Linked DNA regions of Sus scrofa: all the other regions are linked to region 1. A link is a contact called in public Hi-C and HiChIP or PLAC-seq data. All regions are on one chromosome and are shown on one strand. The core of a region is the stretch at or near the end of the contact, and the rest is flanking DNA. Distances in the headings are between cores, read along the strand shown.

Region 1 (4,449 bases), core at 622-3,121:
CTATAAATGACCATCTCCTGACAAGTAACGACTGACACTATCAAATGGCAATTTTTAAGTGTAGCCCTTAAATGGAACATCAAGCAGAATTACAGTAAGCTATCAAACCAGTACACCAGTCATTTTCACTAAATTATTCCTCATTAGTTCAACAGCTATCTGTGTCCCTACTACAGGTCAGACACTGTGTTAGGCACTGAGGTTTACACTGTGTTAGGCACTGAGGTTTCAGCCTGAACAAGTATGTAAAGGCCTACTCTGAGGGTGTTTATATATAATGCAGTAAGATACCTTCAGAAAGAGGAAAAACAGCAAATACTCAATGACTGAAACAAAGGCAAAGACATTCCTGGACTTTTAAAAAATGGACCTCACACGGTAACTTTTCTAACGATGTTCTCTACATATGGGCATATTTTTATTGAACCTGTTTTCCAGTACACGTTATAACAAAAACTAAAGAAATGAAAGTGGAAAAAAATCAAAACAGGATGCATAAGGGTTTATTCAAGGTTACTTCCCTCTTTCTTTAAAAAAAGCAGACGTGGACACGTACACACACATATATACCTGTTGATGGAATGATATCAATACTCTTGGGAAGCCCTTTAGAGCACCCACGCCAGTGCAAGTTTTACATAGGTTAAACAATAGCAAATAATCGCACACAGTAAATTAAGTATTTTCATTTAGAATCAGCACAAGTGCTCACAAGGACATAATAAATCAAACTCTCCTCTTTCTCTAGGTGTTTCGAAACCTTTCCCAGTGGCCCCTTCTCAACCCCCACGGATCCCTTTGGGCACTAGCAAGTACTTTTTTTTTCCTTCTTCTTTACCAGAGGGAGTGACGTGGCAGGAGAAGCAGAAAATGACCCTGGAGGAGCCCTGGCTAGGGCTGAGCTCAGCACCTCCTCCCTCCGCTCCACGTTGGACACCCAGCACACCCGCACTCCCACAGGGTTCCAGAATTCCTATTCTAACATACAAGAGGAGATCTGTTTAGGAAAGAGGATCTGATTGGAAGTAGGAACCTGGGGACCAGACTTGAGAATGCGTGTGTATATAGCAGACACGAATTTTATTTAGACTCAGAAGGCAATGACGGCACTGATGGGTGCTCCAGCAGCCCCCGGTGCCATCAGCGTCTCTCTCCATTGCTACATTTTCAAGTTTAGGTTATGCACGGAGGGGGCGGGTAGGGCTACCTGTGAAGAACACGGTGAATGCCCACTGGGGACCTGAACCCAAGAGAATGATTTATCAACAGGTTAGGAGTTAGCAGGGAGGGGAAGCCCAGCACCCAGGCCCTGTGCCACATTCCTCTCATCTCCCAGGCTGCTGACGCCCTCCCACCCCCATTCCCCCAACCCGACACCCCAGGAGCTAAGAAGTCAGGCAGATGCTTCCAAGAAGGGTCGCAATCTCAAACCACCGAGGAGGAAAAGACCCGTAAGAGGGGGCAACCGTGCCAACGAACCTCCACCCGCCCCCAACATCATCTCGCCCCTCCCCCTTCCCCGCTCAGTCCCCCCAAAAGGCCCAACTCCCAGCAGCCAGGCCCAGAGAATGAGGCGGTGAGGTGCTGAAGAGCTAACGGAAAAAGGCAACAGAGAGGAGGAAAAGAAGCCGAGACGGCGCCCTCTACCCTTCCAGCCTGACTTACCGCCGGGTCGGGGGCCGACGCCGGGGCCGGGCGAAAAGACCGGGCAGCACCGAGGAGGGCTGAGGCGGCCTGAGCGGCTGGCACAGCCTGGGTCAACTGCGAGCTCCGGAGACGCCTCCTCTGGCTGTGGAACCAGAACACTCGGTTGGCGACGGCGGCCTCTGGCTGCGGACGTGGCGCCGGACGCGACCCGCCCCCTCCACCGCCTCCTCAGTTCCCGCCTCCTCCCGCGGCTCGCGATTCGACGCGCAAGCGCACACGAAGCCCCTCCCGCGCCCACCCGGCACACGCCCACCCGTTTCTCGAACTGCCCAGCCCTCCCAGCAGCCCCCAGACAGTCGCCTCCCGAGGTGCGCACGCGCGACACCCCCCCCCCCCCTTGCTCCCAGGCCAAGCTCCCGCCCCTTCGCCCGCTAGGTGCCACCGCGAGAACCCAGGGCCGGCCTGCGAGCGCGCCTCCGCCTGGGGCCTCCCGCCCCCTTTCCTCCTCGGTCCAATCAGATCGGGCGAGGGGCTCAGAGCCCCGGGCATGCGTAGGCTGAGGCGCTGCGGCCCGCAAGCGCTGGAGCCGCCTGCTTCTCGGACTCTGGCTTTAGTTGCTAGTAACGGTCGCTAGGGATTCAGAACGTTGGCCCGAAGGAACATGGGACGGTCGCCAGCCGGGACTTCTCTGCGCCTTTCAGTTTGGGGCTCTCGACGTGCCTTTACTGCCCAGGTGACAGGGGTGACCAGAGAGGACTTGCTCTATTATTATTATTATTATTATTATTAAGTCTCTTCTGCCCTAGACCTGAGGTTCTTAAAAGGAAGAACTCCTGTGATCAGTCGTCGTCACCCACCGCTCTCGCAGTGCTGAGGGCTCGCCAGGGGCCCACTCTCTTCAGTTGGCTGAAGAGAGTGGGTGCTTAGTAGCTAAGAGGAGGGAGTTGGAAACCTGGAATTAGGAATCCTGGCTTCGCGCCCCTCCCTCGCCACCTGCCGCCTAGCGTGGTGCATCTTCAGGTCTCCCCATCTAGGCTGAGGCTCTGCTTGCGGTTCTGGAAGGTGGTGAGAAGAGTGCAGCGGTAAGAGGATATTGTCAGGCCCTGAACCCATTGTGAGGTGAGGCATCTCACCTCACGGCTTGGTGGTTGCGAGGACTGAACGAGATAAGTGGTGAAAAGGCTGCTAAACTAGAGAAGGGGTATCTATTCATTTTCCACACCTTTAAAATGAAGATTACAGTAAGTCCATCATAGATAGGTTTTTCTAGAGAATCAAAAGAAATGATGGATGTGAAAGGGCTTTATAAACTGAATTCCTATATGTGTATGTAAGTGTCAGGTCTTCCTTCACAGATTGATTAGCAAGACAAAACACGCTTGTCTTAGTATGTTTGATAACTAATAAGGTCACACAATTTTTTTTTCAAATGCAAAATAATCAGTTTGGTGCAACTGAGTAATAACTGTTGGCAAGGCTCAGAAAAGGACGTGCTAACCAAGGAAAGCATCCTGGAAGAAGCTTACATTGAGCCAGGTCTTGAATGGAATGGCCTAAATATGGTTTATGGTTTCTGCCTAGTCATTGATTTATCAAAGCAGCAACTCATATCTTCTTAGACCATTGTTCTGAGACTATCAAGATATTTTAGTTTTCCAGAAGTTAAAGGAGAGATGCAAAAATCTTGTCACTTTAAAATATGATCTGAATTGTTAGCAGGATCTATGGATTGTTGTGTCTACTCAACATGTGAAAGAGGTACATAACAACTCTATTTTCCTGTTATCACAGCAACCACTTAAAATGTGATCTTTCCAATGTGAATGCTAGGCAAAATTATGAGGTGCACGATTACACAGTTTCTTGTTCCCCTTCCACTTCTTTCTCTCTGCAGGAGAGTTTAATCCTTAATATATAAATGACTAGTAAAACTGTAGCCACTCCTGGGAGATTTTACATTTTTGCTTTTATTGAAGTTGTAATCCACAATGGGTTGAAACCATCTCAAACCAACCAGGATGTAAAGCAGTTCTTTGGGCGAGGTTTTGAGTTCACCTGAATCTTCTGAAACTTCAAGTATAGGTAGTTATATATTTCTTATAAGTCTGACAGCATTCATTTCTTACTGTTTCAGTTTTCTTACCTGTAAAAGTGAATAGCACCACTCAATGTTCACCCACCCCTAGATCTAAAATGAAACTAAGTGTCTTGATGGATTGGCTTCTACAGAAGGATGCTATCTTGATATGGGATACGCTTTTATAGCAGAAAGAGCCTCAAGGAAGTCAGGCCATGTTTGTTTTATAGGCTGAATGTGCTGAGTTCTTGAGTCCCATTCTGTGAAATCCCATCTTAGATTATAAAAATGAAACGTATTTCTGAAAGATTGTATCATGTCAAAATAATGAGACCTTCATGCCTTTCAGCAGTAACTTCCTTTTAATAAAACAAATTCTTTTTTTCTGCCCTTTTTCAGCAGCACCAGCAGCATATGGAAGTTCCTGGGCCAGGGATCAAATCCTAGCCTCAACTAGTATCTACACCACAGCTTCAGCAGCACCAGATCCTTAACCACTGCTCAGAGCCAGGGATCAAACCCGCACTGCCACAGAGACAATGCCAGATTATTAACCCACTGTCGCACAGTGAGAACTCCGATAAATGATAATTATCTTTGTTTTTTTGGCCATGCCCTCAGCATGTGGAAGTTTCTGGGCCAGGGGCGGAACCAGAGCCACAGCAGTGAAAAATTACAAGATCCTTAATGGCTAGACCACTTTTTTTTTTTTTTTTTTTTTTTTT
Region 2 (4,449 bases), core at 1,368-3,867, 620 kb after region 1:
CCATGTGCAGCCCCAAGGGTTTGCTTTCCAAGTTCCCTTTACATTTATATTCTCAACTGTATAATTTAGCCCTCGAAATGTTTCTGCGCAGTTCTTCAAATGCAATGCAGGCCCCTTGAGGAGAGGCACATGTATCCACTTAATCCATTAGAGATTTTTTAAAACTTAAATTGAGATACACCAATATAAGCAATGGTTGCTTCCTGTCCTCCAAAAGAGGAGAGGCTTGTAGTTTTCACACATCTGTCTGGTATATAGTGGACCCTCCACAAAGTTTTGTTATGTTGAATTAACATACACAATGCCTTGCGTTGTGATTACTTTCTGTCTCTAAGTCCCATGAGAGATATCATGTCTTAAAGGGGGGTATTTGAACTAGGCCTTAAGAACAGGGAGCGTTTTTAAAATTTTATTTTTTAGAGGATAGTTAATTTACCGTGCTGTGTCAATTTCTGCTGTACAGCACAGTGACCCAGTCGTGTGTGTATCCTTTTTCTCATATTATCTTCCATCACGGTCTATCCCAAGAGACTGTTCCCTGTCCTATACAGTAGGACCTCATTGCTTATCCATTCTAAATGCAATAGTTTTCATCTACTAACTCCAAACTCCAGGTCCATCCCACTTCCCCCCCCTCCCCTTGGCAACCACTTGTTTGTTCTCTATGTCCATGAGTCTCTTTCTTTCTTTCTTTCTTTTTTTTTCCCTGCTTTTTAGGGCTGCACCCATGCATATGGAGGTTCCCAGGCTAGGAGTCGAATTGGAGCTACAGCTCCGGGCCTAAGCCACAGCCACAGCAATGCAGGATCCAAGCTGAGTCTGGGACCTACAACACAGCGCACCACATCACCTGATCCTTAACCCACTGATGGAGGCTAGGGATCGAACCAGCAACCTCACGGTTCCTAATCGGATTCATTTCTGCTGTGACACGACGGGAACTCTGAGTCTGTTTCTGTTTTGCAGATAGGTTCATTGGGAGTTTTTTTTTTTTTGTTTGTTTGTTTGTTTGTTTTTAAAGACAGAACTGGGAGAAGTTTCCAGGCAGAAGAAACAACACCTCAGAAACACACCGCAGACACCAGATTCAGGGGGAAAGCAGCTTGTAGAGGGGAGCTCTCTCCTTGCCCCAGCATCAGCTAGCCTTTTTGAGAGTAGGCAAATTGCTTAATTTCTCTGCGGCCTATTAAGCAGCATAGGCCCTGAAAGCAGCAGATCAAGATTCAAATCATGGTTGTGTGTGACCTTGAGCCAGTCAGTTGGGGTGCGGCTCAGCCTGTTTCTTTCCTAGAAAGTGGGTAATATAATTCCGACCTCAGAAGGTTTTTGGGAGGTTTTGAGAACATGTATGTACGTTGCTAAGCAGAGCCAGAGCCTGGCATAGTTCTATTTTCTTCTACCAAAGTACGGCCGACAACCTGATCTGCTTCCCTCTCATTGCTGCCACTGCCGCCTTCCCAGCATGTAGCAAAGAGCCTGTCCGTAGCAGGGACTGTGGACAGAGAGCGGCCCCCAAAGGGAAAATGGAGATGAAAGGGCTTCAGAAAAAAGTCAACAGCGTCGACAGTGGACCGGCTGGGCTAAGTGGGACGCTCAAGTCTGTCCCCTTGAACAGTCTTGGCACAGTGCAAGAATCTTTGCTAACTCTCCCTAAACATGCCACTGGAGCCGACTGCTTTTCATAAAGCCCTTTCTGCCTCCGCCTTCAAACCCCAGGAAAAGAGACAAGGTCCAACCCTCGTAGGCCTGGAGGGTGGGATGGGGAGGGGCGGGGATGTTCCCAACTCCCCGCGGGAAGGACTGGGGGGGATCCGTTCCCGCCCCTTTACTCCTACTCCCAGGGGCAGGGCTCCTGGGGCGCCCTCCTTCGTTTCCTTCCCGCTCTGGTCCAGAGGGAGGGGGGCTCGCACTTAGCCCGCTGCACCGGGTCTTGCCCGGCTCTCCTCCCTCAGACTCGCCGGGCCACCCCCATCTCGGCCGCCTATCCCAGGGGGCCCCGTGGCCCCAGCTCAGTCGCCAGTCCGGGTCTCATCAACCCGGCCCTCCACCCCCTCCCTGTGGCCACCTCGGCTGCCGGCTCCCGCCTCCGTAGATCCAGCCTGGCTGCTCCCCACCCTGGCTGCCTTCTGCCCCCTCCCACCTCGGCCACTTCAGCCGCTTGCTCCGACCTCCGTTGACCCGACTGGGACACCATCCTCAGCCCCCCCACCCCACTCTCCCGGGCCCCAGAAAACCCCACTAGGCCACCACCTTCCCTTCTGCCGACCCCCCGACCCCTGGACCCCACAGACCCCGCTGGGCCGCCCCTCGCCCTTCGGTTGTCCCCCATCCCACCCCGGCTCCCGCATCCCCGGCTGGGCCGCCACCTTCCCCTCGGCCGCCCCTCTCCCCCCGCCCTGTCGTAGCCCGCGTGGACCCCGCTGGGCCGCCCCGGGCTCGGCCCTCCCTCTTTGGGGTCGTGGCGGCAGGGGGAGGGGCCGCCCGCCGGCCCCCGCGTGCGTGGCAGGCGCTCCCCGCTCGGCTCTGCCGGCCTCCCTTCCCGGGAGGCGGGGTCGACGCCGCGGCGGCAGCGGCGGCGGCGGAGGCAGGCCCCCTCCTCCTTCCTCCCTCGCCCGGCCTCTTTCCTCGCCCGCCCGCCCGCTCTCGCTCTCTCGCTCTCTCTCTCGCTCTCTCTCGCGGCCGCTCCGACGCCAGCAGCGCCCGCGTGCCGCTCGCCCAGCCCCGGGGGAGCCCGAGGAAGTTTCCCGGGCCGCGCGCCCCGCTCGCTCGCCTCGTAGCCCGCGGCCTCACCCGCCGCCGCGCCCGCCATGCCCTCGGCCAAACAAAGGGGCTCCAAGGGCGGCCACGGCGCCGCGAGCCCCTCGGAGAAGGGCGCCCACCCGTCGGGCGGCGCGGATGACGTGGCGAAGAAGCCGCCGCCGGCGCCGCAGCAGCCGGCGCCGCCCGCGCCGCACCCGCAGCAGCACCCGCCGCAGCATCCGCAGAACCAGGCGCACGGTAGGGGCGGCCACCGCGGCGGCAAGTCCTCCTCCGCTGCCGCCGCCGCCGCAGCTGCTGCCGCCTCGTCCTCGGCGTCCTGCTCGCGCAGGCTCGGCCGGGCGCTCAACTTTCTCTTCTACCTCGCGCTGGTGGCGGCGGCCGCCTTCTCGGGCTGGTGTGTCCACCACGTCCTGGAGGAGGTCCAGCAGGTCCGGCGCAGCCACCAGGACTTCTCCCGGCAGAGGGAGGAGCTGGGTCAGGGCTTGCAGGGCGTCGAGCAGAAGGTGGGTGCTCCCGGGTCCCCTCAACCCCCGTCCGCCAGTCTGCGGCCCCCGCAGCCACAGCCGGGCCCCTTGCCGGCCCAGGCCTGGTGTCCTTCGCCAGAGACCTGAGAGGCCCCCTCCCCGGCCCCCTAGTTCTGAGGCGGTCCCCAGACCCTCTTTGTTAATGGCCGCTGAGGAATCGGCCCCGAGGGATGGACCGCTTCGAGGATGGTCAGGCCAGTCCCGGAGGGTGGGCCAAGGGCCTGTCACAGGACATTAGCGGTGACCTGTAAGGAAGCCGGCGGCCTCTGGGGAGACCATTCTTTTTGGATTAGGAACCACTGAATGGGCAGAGTTGTCTAAAGAGGTGGTTGGAAGGGAAGCCAGTGCATCCCTGGAAGCCTCCGGCAAGGCCGTGCCTCTGCTCGCCAGGTGGGCGACATCTGAGCCAGTTTTTAATAGACCTGGAGCCCGGAGAAGGAGAAGCTAGTAATCTTACTCGATTACTCATTTGTGTAGTTATAATGGAATATTTTATATCTTTAGGTCCCTTGCCCTTTATTGGACCAATGTACCTATTTGAGCCTTGGAAGAGCATATTTCAGCTTTAGAGGAAAGGCAAGGCCAAAAAGACTAGGTCACACTGGTGAATAACACCACGGGGTACATTTATATGGTGTTTAGAGGGCTTACTCATTTATGACCTAATCTTTGTAGCAACCTTGGGAGGGAGGGAGAACTGGCAGTTTTGACTCCATTTTCCAGACCAGAAAATTGAGGTCTGGAGATTTAGTGAATCGATAAAGACCCCAGCAGATAGGCAGACTGCATGACAGTGTCTTGGCCCTTTCGGTTCAGTGTACACAGGGGCCTATTTCAGGTGTGGATGGACCCAACTTTCAACACAAAGTTGCATAGGTTCCTCCCTTTCTGTCTTTTCTCTACACCAAGGGCAGCTCCCTCAGTCTCATTCCTCCTCCTCCATCCTCCACTGATGCCATTGCTCAATGAAAGTTGGTTGCACGATCGAAACAAAAAATCCCGCCACCACTTCTGAGCCCGGAACTGCTGCCTCCTTTTCCCAGCATGCTGCCTGCCCTGCCAAGTTTCTATCGACTTGTGTGGAGTATGCAAGACTAGGAATTTCCTCTTAAGACTGGCAGAGCAACTGGAGTGAGTCATCTTGCTCCATGCTGCAGGCCAAGGG
Region 3 (4,449 bases), core at 687-3,186, 530 kb after region 1:
AGCCTGGGTAAGTACTCAGTAAATGCTGGCTCTTAAACAATAACTCTTAAAGAGTTAAAATCCATTATTTAAAAAAAATAATAATAAGGGAGTTCCCGTCGTGGCGCAGCGGAAACGAATCCAACTAGGGACCATGAGGTTGTGAGTTCAATCCCTGGCCTTGCTTAGTGGGTTAAGGATTTGGTGTTCCCATGAGCAGTGGTGGAGGTTGCATACAAGGCTCAGATGTGGCATGGCCATGGCTGGGGTGTAGGCCGGCAGCTGTAGCTCCAATTGGACCTCTAGCCTGGGAACCTCCATATGCCGCAGGTGCGGCTCTAAAAAAAGACAAAAAAATTGTTTTTAATTAAAAAATAATAAAATAAGGAAAAATAAAATCCAGTATTGCCTGATGAAGATCAGCAGTGTACTGCAGGGACTTACAGACCGACTGACTCTAAGTCCTTAATTTGCCCAATGATTATAAAAAGATTCTTATGATCCAATAGTTCCACTGATGCTGCTAGTCATTCTCATTACATCTGTCAGCAGCATCTCACTTCTGCTTCAGAGGTCTAACAAAACCATTCCTAATCAGGTCCTTCATCTATCTGTCACCTTTAATCTCTCCTCCTCTACTTTTCTTCACTCCAGCACTATTAGACTTTTTTTTTTTTTTTTTTTTTTTGTCTTTTTAGGGCCACACCTGTGGCACATGGAGGTTCCCAGGCTAGAGGTGGAATCGGAGCTGTAGCTGCTGGCCTGCACCACAGCCACAGCAACACGAGATCTGAGCCTCGTCTTCGACCTACACCACAGCTCATGGCAACACCGGATCCTTAACCCACTGAGCAAGGCCAGGGATCGAACCTGCATCCTCACAGATACTAGTCAGATTCATTTCCGTTGAGCCATGATGGGATCTCCTGGACTTAATTCCTCAAAAACATCAAATGGTCTTGCCTCTGGGTTTCAAATGTCCTCTTCCTTCTACCTGAATCCCTCCCTTGACTATTTCTCCACTCCCCCACTCCATGCCAACTAAGATTTTGAGGCCCACAGAAGCTCTATTACCTTTGCATAAAATAAAAATTATGGTCAACAGCTGAACTTCATCAGGCAGCTCACTGTAGAGCAGATATCCTTAACTTCCGTGTATCTGATTAAAGCTACAGGGCCACTCTCCAGAAAACACCTAGGCAAAATTTGGAAGAAATTTTCCGGGCGTTCAAAATACTCCTGCAGCCCAAACTTGAGTTCTGGTGACAGGGAGGGATTACTAGTCTGCGATTCCGACGACTTGGTTTTACCACCACAACCAGCTGTGGGACTTGCCCAAACTGGCCTAAGCTCCCTGGAACTCATCATCCTTTATAAGCCCGCAAAGATGCGATACGTCCTCCAATGCGGTCAAGGCAGTCCTCCCCTGACAACGCGGGAACACTAGAAGAGCCCAAATCGAGAGCGGGGCACTGGGCCGCTCAACCTGCGTGGCAGCTGACGTCTCCCCTGGGCTCGCCCCTTCCATGTGCCAGCAGTGCCCTGGGCGCGCGTGGATTTCTGAGCGTGCGCTGAGTGCTGGGCATGCGCAGAAGCCGCGGCCCGCCCCCCTCGCCCGACCAGAGCTCTGGGGGCAACGCCTCTCGGGGACACGTCCCGGCCCCTTCCGCTCCCCGCGTGCCCTCCCCTCACCTCTACAGTCGGGATGGGCGCAGCCAGCTGCTCCGGCGTCAGGTTTCCAAACTCCTCCGCCAGCACGTCCATGCTGCTCAGGACGAAGAAACGAGCAAACAGAAGCCTCACGTGTGACTTCCCGCACCAAACGAACCGCGAGAGCCGTGGTGAGCGGTGCGCGGAGGCCTAAATGGTCCCCGCCGCCCAAATTAATTGGAGGCGTAACAGAAAGGTTCCGACTGAATCTAGTCGGAACATACAGTTGAACCCGGATGTGGTTAACGGAGCTGGGAAACTGCGCCCCCTGGTGTCGCGCGGAAGTCTCGCCTGGATTGCCTTAAACCCCAGCTGACAGATTGTCAGCTCTCCCATGACTGAGAACCGCAAAGCATATTGTCGAGTTTTTTTTAATAATTCAAAGAAAAGGGTAAACAGATAATTTGCACCACTTGAGCCACCTAAGTGTAGAGTTCATTTAGTTTAGCCCAAAACTATATATATGAAAAATAGGAAACTTGCCAAAGGAGGGGATTGGTTTAGAAACTTGAGGTACCTGTGTGACTGAAACCATGTGCAAGCCCCTGTGTCCTTGTGTTTTGAAGTAGATCCCTTTTCCTTTGGCCTCCCCAGCCTCCTGTCAGTCTCAAAAGACTGACTCAAGAGTTAATAATTAGGAAAAACTGTTAACAGTAAAAACTATTTGAAACAGTCTCCATTATTTTATGCCCTGACTTGCTTGACCCATTCCCTTCCTCTCACTGGCTTTTCACAAAAAGGATTTCTTTCTTGCTTAGCTGCTTTCTTTTACTAATGATTACTTTTTTTTTTTTTTGGTCTTTTCTGGGGCCACACCTGTGGCATATGGAGGTTCCCAGGCTAGGGGTCTAATTTGGAGCTGTAGCCACCAGCCTACACCGAAGCAGCGCAGGATCTAAGCAGAGTCTATGACCTGTACCACAGCTCGCGGCAACACGGGATCCTTAACCCACAGAGTGAGGCCAGGGATCAAACCCGCAACATCATCGTTCCTGTTCAGATTCGTTAACCACTGAGCCACGACAGGAACTGCAGCTAATGATTACTTTCTAGTTAAGAGTTACATTGCCCACCTGGTGTCTTCTTTTCCTTGGAAACACTCACCTCTTGTAAGCCATCTTCATTGCAGAGAGTAGGTCAAAGTGCAATAACCCCAAAGACCACCAGAAACTGTCACAGGACCACCTGAGGCCAGCCTGGATGACTTTGAAATGATCTATGGCAGGAGAAAAATGCAGGCATCCTAATCCTTATCAACAGCCTTGGTTTTTTGTTGTTCTTGTTGTTAGGTTGGGTGGGTTTTTTAGCTAAACTTTTAAAACTCCTTGCTATCCCCTCTCAAGAGAGGACACGGTTTTGAGCATGTTAGCCTGTCGTGGCCTCCTTTGCCTGGCAAAGCAGTAAAGCTCTTCTTTCTGCTTCACCCAAATCTCTGTCTCTAAGACTTAGTTGGTACCTATGAACAGAGGCCAGGTTTCAGCTACATGATGGACTGTTATATGACCATTAATAACCACAAAGCAAGGAGGACTTAACTCACCTAGAGAGTAGAGCATAACAGGACAGTAATTAAGACAATGTCATATTCTGAAAGGACTAGACAGAAGATCCAGGAGTAAATACCAGCAGAAATTTATTATGAGAAGATGTCATTTTAAATCAGCGGAGGAAAGATGGCTTATGCAAAAAAAACGATGTTGGGGATTTTCGTTGTGGCACAGATCGTTAAGGATCTGGCGTTGTCACTGCAACAGCTTGGGTCATTGCTGTGGTGCATGTTTAATTCCCTGGATCCCTGGCCCAGAACTTCCACACACCGCGGGTGCAGCCAAAAGAAAAAGAAAGGATGATGCTAAAACTGCTGATTAGCCATTTAGGAAAAAACATACATCTAAGCAAATCCTGTGTGTATTAAATTAACAGAAACTTAGAAGAAAATATAATTGAATACATCCATTAGCATTGAGTGGTGACTGCTTTCAAGGATGGTAACAGAAATCATAAAGAAAAATATTCATAGATTTATTAATATAATTCTAGCCATAATTTTATGGTTCCATGAAAATTTTTAAATTTTCCAGGAGTTCCCTGCTAGCTAAGTAGGTTAAGGATCTGGCATTGTCACTGCTGTGGCTCAGGTCATTACTATAGCTTGGGTTTGATCCCTTCCTGGGCAACTTCCACATGCCATGGGTGTAGCCAAAAAAACAAAAACCAAAAAACCACTTAACTGTATATTTGTTAAATGGTTGAAATGGTAACTTTTGTGTATATTTTGTCACAGGAAATTATGAACATTTATCAATATGCATTTGCCATTTTCTCATAGTGAATGTATAATTCTTGCACCAGCGTAGATGGTCTAATTTCTAAATTAGCTATTTCAAGTAAATTCCAATGCCTGTATTTTCTCAGTATTGTTCTGATATCTGAAAGGAGGGGGAGAAGGGAAAATTAAAAGAAGAATCACACCCTGCTCTTAAAGTTCTTATCGTTTACTTAAAGAGATTGATACCCTTTCGTATCATCCTTGTCAGCTATCATAGAGAAACATATTTAGAATCTAGTCTGGAAGGGACCAGGAAGCGATTTCTCAATGGAACAAATCTCGAGTTTGGCCTAAATGTATTGGCTTTCTCTTCCAAAGTGTGCTTTGCTTTCCACTCTCAGGTGGGCGCTCCAACTTTGGCATGCATCTGAATCGCCTGGAGAGCTTGTTAAAACAAGCAGCTTTCCGATTCGTAGTTTGGCAGTTCTAAT

Evidence for each region. Hi-C and Micro-C count contacts between places; a contact is called where the count stands out from the background. HiChIP or PLAC-seq counts read pairs in DNA pulled down with a chosen protein or histone mark.
Region 2: a Hi-C map of liver shows a contact between it and region 1, with 3 times the contacts expected there. The contact joins the promoter of CKAP4 here to the promoter of TMEM263 in region 1. A contact is called at or near these places in 1 of 5 promoter capture datasets (liver), 3 of 47 Hi-C or Micro-C datasets (brain, fetal heart ventricle and liver) and 2 of 2 datasets of contacts at active chromatin or transcription factors (alveolar macrophages and skeletal muscle).
Region 3: an H3K27ac HiChIP or PLAC-seq map of skeletal muscle shows a contact between it and region 1, with 6 times the contacts expected there. The contact joins the promoter of POLR3B here to the promoter of TMEM263 in region 1. A contact is called at or near these places in 1 of 5 promoter capture datasets (fetal skeletal muscle) and 2 of 2 datasets of contacts at active chromatin or transcription factors (alveolar macrophages and skeletal muscle).

Annotation. Positions count from the first base shown.
Region 1 is chr5:13,395,541-13,399,989 of Sscrofa11.1, forward strand. It overlaps TMEM263 (transmembrane protein 263), which reads right to left and starts at 1,872. Exons shown (of 3, transcript XM_021091567.1): 1 at 1,666-1,872. It overlaps CRY1 (cryptochrome-1), which reads left to right. Exons shown (of 18, transcript XM_021091562.1): 16 at 842-4,449.
Region 2 is chr5:14,018,514-14,022,962 of Sscrofa11.1, forward strand. CKAP4 (cytoskeleton associated protein 4) reads left to right here and starts at 2,618. Exons shown (of 3, transcript NM_001244631.1): 1 at 2,618-3,263. The coding sequence starts at 2,808.
Region 3 is chr5:13,924,797-13,929,245 of Sscrofa11.1, forward strand. POLR3B (DNA-directed RNA polymerase III subunit RPC2) reads right to left here and starts at 1,937. Exons shown (of 28, transcript XM_021091574.1): 1 at 1,672-1,937. The coding sequence starts at 1,743.